2 separate regions of the Mustela erminea genome follow, and region 1 is linked to region 2. The links are chromatin contacts, called in public Hi-C maps. All regions are on one chromosome and are shown on one strand. Each heading gives the region's core, a stretch centred on a gene start, on an enhancer-like site or on the middle of the called end of the contact. The rest is flanking DNA. Distances are from core to core; before and after follow the strand shown. Region 1 has its middle 31 kb from the start of SYNM. Region 2 overlaps IGF1R (insulin-like growth factor 1 receptor).

The links. Hi-C and Micro-C count contacts between places; a contact is called where the count stands out from the background.
Region 1: a contact with region 2 is called in a Hi-C map of spleen, with 4 times the contacts expected there. The contact joins two enhancer-like sites. A contact is called at or near these places in 2 of 3 Hi-C or Micro-C datasets (fibroblasts and spleen).

The regions. Positions count from the first base shown.
Region 1 is chr5:18,409,161-18,413,089 of mMusErm1.Pri, reverse strand. No RefSeq gene overlaps it. Among named protein-coding and RNA genes, the nearest start is that of SYNM, 31 kb to the left of the region's middle. Within about 2 kb of position 1,454, the one cell type or tissue checked has open chromatin away from gene starts, as enhancers often do. A contact at or near this core is called in fibroblasts, where this site is marked.
Region 2 is chr5:18,028,838-18,032,895 of mMusErm1.Pri, reverse strand. The region is part of intron 5 of IGF1R (insulin-like growth factor 1 receptor); the gene reads left to right. Among named protein-coding and RNA genes, the nearest start is that of PGPEP1L, 63 kb to the right of the region's middle. Within about 2 kb of position 2,260, the one cell type or tissue checked has open chromatin away from gene starts, as enhancers often do. A contact at or near this core is called in fibroblasts, where this site is marked.

The DNA.
Region 1 (3,929 bases), core at 205-2,704, 380 kb before region 2:
CCTCCCCCACCAAGTGAGTATCTGGTTATTTCTATATTCTTTTGTTACTCTCCAAATACTCTTGGCCCCGCATTTAGAAGGGTGGTGTTATGAGGGTGATGGACATTAGAGGTGAGGTCTCCCCACACATGCTTGCTAGCCCCTGGTGACCAGGACACACAGATGGGCCTCAGCCAGCAGGGGTCAAGAGGTCAGCTGACTCTGGGCAAATTTCCTTCATTAGATCATGGTGCACCTGCAACTGGCGCTCTCTAAGCATCTGTTTATGAAGACACGGCAACACCAAAGCCAATATTCAGCACACAGGCCAACCCAGTTCTGTTCAGTAAGAGATCTCTTCTGATTAGACGGTACCTATACCTTCTGGGTTACTTGATATTTTGAGTGTTATCCCCCCCCCCACCACTGTCATGGGAGAGGCTAATGGGTCCCATTTATCTCTGTGTATGAGCTCATTTAATCTTCACATGGTCTTGTTACATTGAAGCTGTCATTATGCCCATTTGCACAGATTAGGAAACTGAGGCTCCAAGGAGGATTTGAGAAAATCCAGTCAACCAGCTGGAGGAGGCAGGATTCTCCTCTGGAGGGTACAGGTCTAGGCTGGCTCTTTTGTCTTTGTCTTCCCATGTCTGGTCCAGAGCAGTACTCAGTAAATATCTATTGGATGAATGCACAGAAGAGTCAATAGTTAAATGGATGTCCATGGGCCCACACCATCCCATTTCATGGCTATGCCTTCCTGGGAAACAGGACCCTTCTGATTTCTTGTCTTTTGCCTCCTCCTTTAGCCTCCGATGGTTAAGCCCCCTGTTCAGAGCAAAGCAGGCTGGCAAGAAAGCTAAGTTTGCACAGCAGCTAGGCCTTCATTAAGATAGATATGCCCCCCTCCCCGACATGGCTTCCATTTAAGTTCTCTTCCCCCCTGTGCTGCAGTGCCCTCCAGCAGCCCTACTAGGGGTGAGGGTGGCATCAGCTCTGTCTTCCCTGGCTGTGTGTCCTTGGCCAAGTCACTTAACTCCTGAGTTGCCATTTCTTCATCTGTAAAATGGAACAAATAATAAAGCTTACCATGCACACTGGATGAGACCTGGTTTCTGTGGGGTTTAGCACAGTGATCCTGTTATCATAACAGTGCAGTTGAAGAAAATGTCTTCCAGAATGTAGACATGGGAATTCACTGTACTAATCTCTCTGTTTTTGAGTATTCAGAAAATTTATCTTTTTTTTTTTTTTAAGTAAGGGCTTGAAGAAGGGCTCTTGGATTAGTCCTTAGTGGTATTTATCAACTATTACCCACTCTTTTTCCCCTTAGAGAAATGATAGGATTGGAGTCGGTCATGTGACTTACCACGTGACACAGTTAGCTGTGTGACTTGCTTTGGCCCGTAAAATATGAGAGAAAGCAACGTGTGTCACTTCCAGGCAGCAGCTGTGAGTCAGAGCACCGTTTGCCAAGTTCTCTTGCCCTCTGCTCTGCAGCTGGCTATGTTCTGGCTCATGGTTCTTCTGTCAACCTATGACCTGGAGTGAGGATGACTCAGGGCAGAGTCTCCAGTCCCCCTACAATGGGCACTTGGCATGATCCAGCAATAAATTCTTGCTATTTGAAGCCATGGAGACTTGGGGGTTGTTTGTTACTGCCGCAGGACCTGTCCCAAACTGACTGATGCAGACGAGATTCAGAGAAGAGACAGGCTCTCAGCAGAAGTGCACAGACCATGGCTAATGGTTGATGACTGACCTTCCCCTCCAAGATGCCAGGAGACAGAAGAAGAGGTGGAGGGCCAGGTGAAACACAGCCTCTATAAGGGGGACTTCTCTTTTTCCTTTTTCTTTTTTTTTTTTAAAGATTTTATTTATTTATTTGACACACAGAGAGAGGTCACAAGTAGGCAGAGAAGCAGTCAGGGAGAGAGGGAGAAGCAGGCTCCCTGCTTCTCGGGAGAACACGACGTGGGGCTCAATCCCAGGATCCTGAGACCATGACCTGAGCCGAAGACAGAGGCTTAACCCACTGAGCCACCGAGGTGTCCTAAGGGGACTTTTCAATAGTTCTTCCCACTTTGGTGAAAAAGGAGAACAGGAGCATTCGAAGTATGACTTCATTTTATCTTCCCTCCCTACCAGCCAGTGTCATAGGCTCCCTGTCCTTGGGGTGTGCCCTCAGACTCACAACAGCACCCCCCTCCTCCCACCCCCTGCATAATACAAGTACTTGGCTAATCCCTTACAATATCAGATGATGATTAAAACTAGCATTGACATTTCTTGCACTATTTGTCCAAGAACCAACCCATTTCCTTTTCTACCGGTGCTTTCCACCTCTCATGTGGTAGTAAATGTATACATTTTTTAATGGTTTTGGTCTGTATTTTTATAGACTCATGTAAAGAAAGATACCAAAGTCCTAAGTGTACAATTTAGTAAATTATCATCAGGCCAAGATCCCTGTAATTACCACTCGATTGGTAAATCCTTGCAAGATGCTAAATTGGAACTTCCAACTGAGGTACCAAGGCCCAGAGAGGCTGCATTCCAAAGCAATGAGCCTAAAACCAGTTGTAGGACTCTTGAAACCAGGATCAACCTGAGGGTATACAAAAACTGAGTTGTTGGATATGAGAGACCACTTATAAAGAGCATCTCTTTGGGCAGGACTGAGCCAAGAGTACTGACACCCCCACTCATGAGAGAGAGGGGCTTCAAAGGGACCACATGGAGTGCCTGGCATGTGTCCCATGCTATAAAGGGGACCCAAGTGGGCAGGTGTCTGACAGCTGCTCAGAAAATCTTGAAGATAAGAGATCAAATTCCAGTGGAATTGTTTATTAGTGATCTCTCCTTACAAAAACCACCTAGACCAAGGACTAAGGTTAGCACAGTGCCTGGCACACTTAAGGAGCTCTTTGTCCACCCCAGTAGCCATGTTTGTGATTGTTCTTGCCCCTGGACTTGAGACCTGGTGAAAGGGGTAAACCTCTCTTGATGAAGGCTTGCCTGCCTCTTGACTCCTTATTGGCTAATTCAGGGCTGGGTCTTTGTTAATGGAGGACCATGGGGGACCATACAAGGACCAGCAGAGGCGCTGTTGGAGATCTGAAGGAAGCCGATTTGAACATCTCCCCTACCACCCATCTCTGTCTTAGAACATCTCTACCTTCTTAAATCCCATCATTTACTTTCCTTTGGGTGTTACTCTAAAAGCTTCTGTTAACCATAGAAGGGATGGCCACTAATCTATGCATTGGGTCCTGCCATGGAGGTAGCGCCCTGCATTGCTCTGGGATGTCATATGCACTGTTTTCTTTTGGTCTGCCTCGCATCCCACCCTCTTCCTGTCCAGGCGGTTTCCCCACCATCGGAACCTCAACACACAGGCGTGTTCTAGAGTAAGACTGGCCCACCTACCAAAAACAATTCTTAAATTCTCAGGCATCTTTTGAAGTGGGTGTTAAATGATTGGCAGATAAAAATCGGTTTGGGGGGAATGTTTACACCATAGAAATGAGCAAACTGCTACAGATCACAGATTTTCCCACTGGAGAGCAGGTTGCTAACACTTACCAGCACACCACTAGGCACGTCACTTGGGGTGAGCCAGCCGATCCTATCTGAGGCTTTGACTCTTGGGCAGAGAATCCAAGACAAAGGGACAGGACAGAATCTGTTTCCTGCAGGGGCAGCTGACGATAGCAGGGGTTGTCCGCTGGGAATAGTGGCAGTGCCCAGGGGAGGTCTGTCTGTCATGATCTTGGCTCCGTCTTGCTTCTGCCTCGCTTCTTTTGTTCCCGCCCAACCTCCACGCCTTCTTCTCCAGTCTTCCCAGCGATTCCAAGAGCTACCCTTCCCTGCTAAGCTAACCAGAGCCACTCCTCCTGAGGGGTTGCCCAATAGAGATGATGAATAACCTGGTAGACGAGAAGTCC
Region 2 (4,058 bases), core at 1,011-3,510:
CCCACCTCCCTTCCTTACCCAGGATTAAAAGAGGTAAAGGCCATTCTCACTTGTGACAGACACCCCACAGTTCTTTGGATCGGAGGTGACCAGTAGCAACAACTCCATTCTTTATTGTGCATCCTCAGACTCAGGAAAGACACTAAGTCCCAGCCCTTGACCAGCTCTCCTCACTCCTTTAAGGAGGGAAAAGTCAGAGAGAAGCAGAGAAGAAAGGAATAAGATAGATTCAGGCCAACAACAATGCAAAGCAGAACTTGCAGGGAGCTACGAAGGAAAGAAAAGGAATGTGCCATGGGCATGAAGAGAGGCAGAGAATCTGATTAAGAAGATCCCACAGGGGGCGCCTGGGTGGCTCAGTGGGTTAAGCCTCTGCCTTCGGCTCACTCAGGTCATGATCTCAGGGTCCTGGGATTGAGCCCCGAATCGGGCTCTCTGCTCAGTGGGGAGCCTGCTTCCTCCTCTCTCTCTCTCTCTCTGCCTGCCTCTCTGCCTACTTGTGATTTCTCCCTCTCTCTCTCTGTCAAATAAATAAAATCTTAAAAAAACAAAACAAACAAACCAAAAAAAAAAAACCCCACAGGCTTTCAAGAAGAGGTAGCATTTGAGATGGGCCTTGAAGGGTTTCCAGAAGCACTCAGAAAGCGTAGGGTGAAGAAGGCAGTTCAGGATAGGGCAATAAGAGCAAAATCAGCGAGTTGGGGCATCCTGGGACCTGTTTGGCAAATAATGCTGGAGAGGTAAGTGGTATTAGAATTACGTAAGGTGTTATGCACCCGGGTGTGGAGGTTATAATTTAGGTAGGCAGTGGAATGCGGTCAAGGCTTTGAGCTGCAGGAGTGTTAGCAAAGCCACCTGGACATTTCATTTCTGTGCGTCTTTGGTTTAAGCCAAGATAACTTTTATCCCAGTGGTTCCCAGACTCTGAAGTTAGAACCATCTTGGGTGGGGCCAGGTTAAAAAAAAAAAAAAGTCCCAATAACCCAAAATGCACTCCCAGTTCAGTCAGAATGTCTGGGGGCAGGATCCAGGCATCACTGATTTTTCTTAAAAATCCGAAGTAGTTTCACTGTGTAGCCAAGATTAAATACCACTGCTGTGTCCCATTATTTCTTCTTCTTGTATGTGAATCCCCAAAGCTCTTTCCCTTTTTTCCTAGATATTTAATTGTCACACTATTGCCTTTATATACTGTTTTTCTTGATCTTCTACAGGCAATGAAAACGTAAGTAAGTGTCTCCATTTGGTTCAGTAGGATGGAAGTCTTAGAGCATTTTGTTTGATGGGGAATTCAAAGTGCTGGGTTCCTTGGCATCTGACCACCATGGCTTTTCAAACGGGAACTGGGACCTGCCTCCAAGTCCCCTGGGCAGCCCAGACCCCTGAGTCATGTCCAGAGCATGACGTTCAAGCACTATAGCTAGAGTAGAGCTCTAGTCTATATCCAGAGCAAGCCGACTTTGTAATCGAATTTCCAGGGTGGTGAAAGAGGTAGGCAGAATCACGTTCCAACGTTCCGGTGGCTGGAGAATGGGCCCTAGACGGCATCAGGCGGTAATCAGTTTGTCCATAAGAACTAAGACATCCAGGGGCGCCTGGGTGGCTCAGTGGGTTAAAGCCTCTGCCTTCGGCTCAGGTCACAATCCCAGGGTCCTGGGATCGAGCCCCGCATCGGGCTTTCTGCTCAGCAGGGAACCTGCTTCCTCCTCTCTCTCTGCCTGCCTCTCTGCCTACTTGTGAACTCTGTCAAATAAAGAAATAAAATCTTAAAAAAAAAAAAAAAAGAACTAAGACATCTGGGTTCCCTAGAGGATGTCACTCAGTCTGTGTAATGTAATGTGTTTCTAGAGTAATAACCTTAGACATTAAGAAAATCCAGGTTTTTCTGCTGTTTAGGGAGGAAGTGGATTTTGTAATACACATGTATAAGATTTCTAGAAAATGACTCATTTTTAAGCCCTCAAATAGAAAACCGGATATTTCTGTTATCTGGACAGTTCCTTGAGGTGAACAACCTTGAAGTGAACCCTTCTTAGGGCATTAGATAAAGAAAGAGGTAAAATTTCGGATTCTTTGGTACCACCAAGGATCATTGCCCCAAAAGCCTAAAAGCAGATAAAGGTAATAGGGTTCTAAGACTTGAAATTCTTGGGTACATTTGGGCATCTCTACACTTATGACCGCAGCCCTTGACTTTGCAACACTTGGTGCTTCATTCTACCTTCCTGCAACTCTAAGATTATGTTGCAACAGAGCTGTGTGTTAATACTTCCCTGGGACTTTTAAAAAGACTCAACCATGTGACTCAGCATTTCCAGGCTCTACCCAATATCTTCCCAAGAGAAATGAAAACATGCCCACGCAAGACTTGAATGTGAATGTTCATAACAATATTATTCACTCGAGCCCCCTCCTGCTCCCCCCCCCCCAAAAAAAACCCACAGGAAACAATCCAGATATCCCTCAACAGATGAATGGATCAACAGAATGTGGTACAATGGAATAGTACTATGACAATGATGTAACAGCACAGGTGAACCTCAGAAACATTAAGCTAAATGGAAAAAAGCCAATGCAAAAGGCTGCACATAGTATGATTCCATTAGTTTCTAGCAAAAGCAGGACTACGGAGACAGAAAGCAGATTGGCGAGGGCTGGGGGCAGGAGTAGAGCCTGACCACCATGGGCAGCGAGGGAACCTTGCCATCGTGGAAATGTTCAGAAACTGCATAGTGGTGCTGATGGGACAGCTGGATGTATTTACTAAAGCTCATGGCTCTGTATCCTTAGGGTGGGTACAATTTTTACTAGGTAAATTATACTTCGGTTAAGCTATTTGGAAAACCCTCAAAGAGGAAACATTTTCTGAGTTTCTCTTTGGTACCCGGTGCCACTTGAATATAAATCCCCAGCCTTGCCGAACCCCCAAGGCTGGTGTAAATATTGGATTTGAAGGAGATTGGACGTGGTGTGAGCATCTGCGAAAAAGCCAAATCCTGGATCTGTTGCAGATTGCTAGGATGCTGGAGAGAGCCCTGTGTGCTGGCTTCTGATGCCCCCTAGAGACAGCCGGAAAGAGTCCATGCTTTCTCCTCTGAGAAGCGAAAGGGAGTCATCAGTTGTGTTATTTGCAGATCTTTTTTTTTTTTTTTTTTTTTTTTTTTCCGGTTTGTCAGTAAGGACTGAAGGGGAGTGAGGTGAGGGGGTTGGGATATCCCTTCCTAACCCCATCTTCTGGACTCCTAGCCTTCCACTACCACTGCTCCTGGGCTGGGAGAAGCCAAATAAATATGTTGTCTAGCGTTGTTGCTTTATTTAGTAAGTGGCGGAGATGTCACTCAGACCCTGATCTTTGGATTTGCAAAAACGATGCTCCAACCCCCGCCCCGGGGTCATCTTCTGTGCACCGTGCCAGTCTCCAGCACTCTCGCTTTCCTCTGCTTCCACATCCTTCCTGCCCTTCATCAGAGCAGATGGGGAGGTGGGTGGTGGTTGATAAATCAGAGGTAAGACAACCCAAAGCCTGGAGCCATCCGTAAAACACCTCTGCATATAGTGTACAACAGGCATCCAGAAGATCAACACAGATAACATACAGATATCCTCACGGAAATGACTGACCGCTTTCAACCTACCTCAGTCGGTCTACATCCCATCAGACGCCCCCCCACCCCACCCCAAGCACAGAAACAAACATCTTTGGCCACACTAAGAAGGCTGCGAGTCAGAATACCAAGATCTGTAAAACCCAGGCATCTGTGTAAGCTACAGAAAAAATAAACAAGTTCATTTTTAAAAAATATTTTCTGAATGTAAAGGCAGGACGTTTAGGAACAATTAGGAAATCACATTTACTGAGCAACTGACTTATATAGTCATTTCCTTTAGGAGACAATGAGAAGGGGTGTGTGTGTGTGTGTGTGTGTGTGTGTAAAATGTTCAGACAGGTCTCTGCCTTTTGCCATCTCTTAATTGTCACCTGATCATGGAAGGGGAATTTGGGGGGAGCTAGGCCCCAACCTGGGGTTGGAAAATCAAGAGCAGCATTGACAGGCAGC